2 separate regions of the Sus scrofa genome follow, and region 1 is linked to region 2. Evidence: chromatin contacts called from public Hi-C data. All regions are on one chromosome and are shown on one strand. The core of a region is the stretch at or near the end of the contact, and the rest is flanking DNA. Distances in the headings are between cores, read along the strand shown. Region 1 overlaps SPECC1L (cytospin-A). Region 2 holds the start of SPECC1L (cytospin-A).

Region 1 (2,700 bases), core at 124-2,623, 48 kb before region 2:
TCGTGGCTCAGTGGTTAACGACTCCAACTAGAAACCATGAGGTTGCAGGTTCAATCTCTGGCCTTGCTCAGTGGGTTATGGATCCAGCATTGCCATGAGCTGTGGTGCAGGTCGCAAATGCAGCTCAGATCCCATGTTGCTGTGGCTCTGGCATAAGCTGGCAGCTACAGCTCCGATTGGACCCCTAGCCTGGGAACCTCCATATGGCGCAGGAGCGGCCCAAGAAAATGGCAAAAAGACAAAAAATCAAAATAAATAAATAATAAAAACAATTAAAAAAAAAAAACTTTAGATGAAACAGTTCACCCCTATGTCTCTAAGAAATACAGTCCCACAATCCACTACTTCAGTAGCCAGATACCTTGGAATATTTTGAATAACCCTGGGGTGAATCTATAGATGCTGGGCTAATTATCTAGCCAGAACTCAGAACCTCCACTAGACATGGTCAGGGCTCCTGCAAGTGACTGTCTCCTGGAAATAGTTCGAACCTTTCATCTGCATCCACAGCACATGGGATCTGGCTGCATGCCGTATGCGCCTATCAACCCTCTGTCGAGGTAGAATAAACTGTTAGCACTCAAAGGAGCAGTATCATGAACCACAAGTTTGAAAAGCTGTTACCACAGCAACCAAAAAGTTTACCCCCATTCTCCCTGTCCCCTCCAGGCTATCATATTAAAGCACATTACAATATAAAATCTGTTAACATTTGAGAACTCTACATAACTGTATTATGTAGAAATAATTTCAAACTTACAAAAAGATGCACGAAATAATACCAAGGAATATCCATATACCTTTTACTCAGATCTTATTGTTATCAGTTTACCATTTATCATTTATTATCTCTGATCCCTGTCTGTTTGCCTGTATTTATCCCTAACTTTTTCCTAACCTTTAAGGATACACATGATGGTCCCGCATCTTTCAGTGTGTGGTTCCTAAGAATACACACACAGTTTGGTTATTGACTTCATAAATGCATACTGACATGATATGTTTATCTAATCTCCCACCCACACTCCAACTCTGTCACCTTGCCCTTTATAGCAACTCCTGGCAGCACTGAAGCCAGTAAGGCACAGGGGCTGAACATATTGCCTCCTTAGCCTGGAACTTTTTCCTCAGCCTCTGTCTTTTACGACACTGGCATTTTGAGGAATATAGCACCACTCATTCCTGGGCTTTTAGTACAACATTCCTCATTTTTTATCTGTTTAATGTTCCTTTACAATTTTTTTTCCCCCTTCGGCTGCTCCTTGTGGCATGCAGAAATTCCTGGGCCAGGGATCGAAACAGAGCCACTGCTAAGTCCTTAACTGCTAGGCCACCAGGGAACACCCAATGTTTCTTTATGAGTAATTGAAGTTATGCCTCAGCCAGAATATGGCCTAGTGATAACCATATGCCTCTATCACTTACACAATCACCCAGTCACAGTGTTGCCTAATTGTTCCACTGTATAATTTCTGATTGCTTCTTTTTCGTCATTTAAAACATAACAGTCTGTGGAAAGACATTTTAAGATCATGCAAATTTCTGTTTCCCACCAATTCTTTTTGGGGGGGAGGTCTTTCTAGGGCCGAACCCGTGGTACATGGATGTTCCCAGGCTAGGGGTCCAATGGGAGCTACAGCTGCCGGCCTGCATCACAGCCGCAGCAACATGGGATCCAAGTCACATCTGCAACCTACATCACAGCTTGTGGCAACACCGGATCATTAACCTACCGAGCAAGGCCAGGGATTAAATCCATATCCTCAAGGATACTAGTTGGGCTCATTATTGCTGAGCCACAACAGTAATTTCCCCCACTAGCTTTTCATTTAAATGATTTTTCATTATTACACAGAACTGTAAAGCCATGCTCCACTCAAACAGTTCTTTAGGAACAAAAAGCAGCTGGAAGATGGCATGGCCGTGGAAACATCACCCACCACACGTGCGTGTCTGCTGGCCACCAAGCTCTTGCCATGAACCTCTGTCCCATCAGAAGCCCCACTGTCATCCTGATACTGAACACAGACTCCTCCCATATGCAAAAATGTGTAGGACAACACTTACTTTCTAAGTCAGAGATGATGAGGTTGTCATGAAGCTTCACTGCCCGGTGCTGTTCCACTTCGTCTTCAAGTTCAAAGATCGTTTCTTTCATGTCACTCCTTTCTGTCTCTTTCTCTTCCAGCTCTGATCTTAACTTTTCTAATGTCATATTCAAATCTTCTATCTGCTTCTTAGCTTCCTCCTGGAAGGCTCGGTATTCATCTTCTACCTATGTAAAACGGATGGTGCCAATCAGAGAAATGAGTTGTTCTGAGATAATTCCTAGGACGTAGGTACCCACTGTTTTAGCTGGAACCCGAGTGTGAGTGGCTGTGTGAGCGAGAGCGACCTGTGTAACAACTATACAGAAGGCACTCTCCAAAAATAGGACTTGACACGACACACTTCAGCACTACATCTGCTGCTACATCACTCATTGAAATTATATGGACATACCACTGAACTGAACTACATTATTCATGAGAAAATTTTACACATCTTCCCTTCCCCAAAGTTTGGACTGAAGGCATACATCTGATTAATGATTAACATGCTTTCCAACAAAAATGATGTCTGATTTGTGACACTTTCAATATCAAATTAAAAATGGAAACAAAAAATTCTCAAATATTGTCATTGTCAAAGTGTTAGTTC
Region 2 (2,700 bases), core at 59-2,558:
AGATGATTGGGTCAGCCATCTCTTTATGGAAAAAATCCTATCCAGGTCAATACCCTATTTCTTCTTACTCCATATACCCTTCTGCATCGATTTGGCTATTTGATAACCTGCCCGTATAATGGTGATGTCTGCTGATATCTACCGAGCCCAACACTCTGATTTCATCTCAATATTCGGCCCGCAGGGTGATAACAAACGCTATAGGGTTCTGCACAACATTTTTTAGTTTCGTGTATCTGTTGCAAACTTACAAAACATCTCAATGGCTGGAGATTTCCCCCCCCCCTTTTAACAACACACACGTTTTCTCTGTAATCGATACAGGACAAGAGAATTTATGGGAATTTTCCCTGGGTCCTCGCCTACTTGCCGGCGAATTACCAAGGGCATCAACAAATCAAGATTCTCTGCATTTGAATGATCACAGGAATTCTTACTTGGTCGTGAAAGCAGGCCGAAACTATGCAGAAACTGATTTCTTTTCCAGTCATCTCCAGCGGAGCTGCCCTCCAACGAACTCTGATGTCTTAAACGTAACCACTGAAGCCACACAATGACCAAACTGCGGGAAATGCAAAATTTCCGCGGCACAACACAAGGTTATTCACACAGCCAACCTGATTCAATTAACCAGGTCTCGGGAAAAAGGGACACTACGCCTGCTCCTGCTGACCGGCCCGCGGAGCGGGGCGCGGGTTGGGAGCACGGCGGATGGGGGAAGCGGAGCCCGCAGGAGGCCCGGGTCCGCCGCCCGCCGCGTCCTCGGGCCCGGGGCCAGAGAACCAGAGAAGAAGGGACCAGAGTCTAAGGGGCCAGGGGCTACGGGCCGGCGGCCCGGGCCTCTCCCGGCCGCGAGGGAGAGGACCGGCGGGCAAAGGCGCAGAACCAGCTGAGTCCCAAGCAGCCGAGTCGCGGGCGGACGGGGGTCGGGGCGCGGAAGGCCCGGGGTCCCGCGAGGCCTGGGGGCTAGCGAGGTAAGCGCAGGCGCAGGCGAGCGCCGGGCTGGGGGCCCGCGAGGGGACCGCGCAGGCGCGGGCCGCCGGGGTCTGCGGGGCCGCCGGGGCCTGGCCGCGCGGGCGGCGCTGAGGAGAGGAACGCGCCGGCCGCGCACACTGTGGGGGAGCTCGGCCCCGACTCTTACCGCGCGGCGCCGCCTCGCTCGCTCTCTGGCTCCGGGATGGGGCCGGGCGGCGAGGTCGCCCGGTGGCGCGGCCGGAATCCGTTGAGTCCGGCCTCAGGGAAGCAGCCAACCCAGCCGCGCCGTCCACCAGGCCCGCCCAGCCTCCCTCACGGCCCCCGCCCTCGGCACGCCCCTTGCCCGTCCCACAAGGCGGCCGAAGAGTGCGCAGGTGCCGATCAGACCACGCCCACGTCCTTCGCCGCTCAGGCCCTGAAGCACCGCCCACTCTGCTTGGGTTGCTCCAATTTCTGGATTGCGCAGGCGCCGTACCATTCAGCTGCGAGCCAAAAAAAAAAAAAAAAAAAAAAGGCTCGAGCAATCAGTGCGCATGCATCAGGCCTGAAGCGGGCCCTCCGGTTGGAGGACGCTCCTGAGGCTTCGCTGGACCCACCTGTATGATGCGTTAGGTCCCCATTATCCCAGAGGCTCAGCTCAGCCCAGAGGTCCACCTTTCACGCAGCATGTACAACAGCGTGCCAAGAACGGTGCTGCACATGAGCTAGACATACAGGCAATAAAGAAGTGGGCCTTCCAAAACATGAGGCTAAACGTTCTTTATCAAGGAAGTTCTGTTAGGTCACGATTATCTTTTAGGATTTTTTTCCTTTGATGATTTGAAGTACATTAATAGATTTTTATCATATCATTTCAGTAATTTAGGAAAAAGACAACTTGGTCTTGATGTACTTTTCATATATTGCTGAATTATTTGTTAATATTTTATTTAGCATTTTTGCATGTATGTCCACAAGTGACATTGGCCTATACTTTTGCTTTCTTGTACTGACCATGTCTGATTTAGGGTAAATCATAATAAATTTACAATGAGTTAAAGAGACTTCTGTTTTCTGCTTTATCTGGAAGATTTTGAATAAGATCAGAATTTTTTGTTTTTTTAATGTTTGCTGAATTTGCCTATAAAGTCATGCAGGCTTTGTGTTTTTCTTTGGTTGTGTTTGTTATGAGATTTTGGAGGAGACAGGATGCAAATTTTAAACTAAGCACATTTCTTTTTTTTTTTTTTTTTTGGTCTTTGCTATTTCTTTGGGCCGCTCCTGCGGCATATGGAGATTCCCAGGCTAGGTGTCGAATTGGAGCTGTAGCCACTGGCCTACGCCAGAGCCACAGCCACGCGGGATCTGAGCCGCGTCTGCAACCTACACCACAGCTCACGGCAACGCCGGATCGTTAACCCACTGAGCAAGGGCAGGGACCGACCCCGCAACCTCATGGTTCCTAGTCGGATTCGCCACGACGGGAACTCCAGCACATTTCTTTAATGGTTCTATATCTAGATAGAATTTCTGTTTCTTCCTGTGTCATTTTTACTAAGTTTTCGCAGGAAAGTGTCTGTTTGTTGGTGTCTTCAAATTCATCAGCATAAAGTTGTTCATGTGATTCTCTGATTTTTTTTTTTTTTTTTTTTTTTTTTTTTTTGGCCCTGCCTGTGGCAAGCAGAAGTTTCCTAGGCCAGGGATTGAACCCATGCCACAGCAGTGACCCAAGCCAATTCAGTGACA

Evidence for each region. Hi-C and Micro-C count contacts between places; a contact is called where the count stands out from the background.
Region 1: a contact with region 2 is called in a Hi-C map of adipose tissue, with 4 times the contacts expected there. The contact joins the enhancer-like site here to the promoter of SPECC1L in region 2. A contact is called at or near these places in 4 of 5 promoter capture datasets (fetal skeletal muscle, liver and skeletal muscle), 25 of 47 Hi-C or Micro-C datasets (adipose tissue, alveolar macrophages, blood and 13 more) and 2 of 2 datasets of contacts at active chromatin or transcription factors (alveolar macrophages and skeletal muscle).

The regions. Positions count from the first base shown.
Region 1 is chr14:49,379,889-49,382,588 of Sscrofa11.1, reverse strand. SPECC1L (cytospin-A) reads right to left here. Exons shown (of 16, transcript XM_021073804.1): 5 at 2,068-2,275. Among named protein-coding and RNA genes, the nearest start is that of SPECC1L, 48 kb to the right of the region's middle. Within about 2 kb of position 1,373, at least 6 of the 83 cell types and tissues checked have an H3K27ac peak or open chromatin away from gene starts, as enhancers often do. A contact at or near this core is called in adipose tissue, alveolar macrophages and omental adipose tissue, where this site is marked.
Region 2 is chr14:49,331,545-49,334,244 of Sscrofa11.1, reverse strand. It overlaps SPECC1L (cytospin-A), which reads right to left and starts at 1,308. Exons shown (of 16, transcript XM_021073804.1): 1 at 1,142-1,308.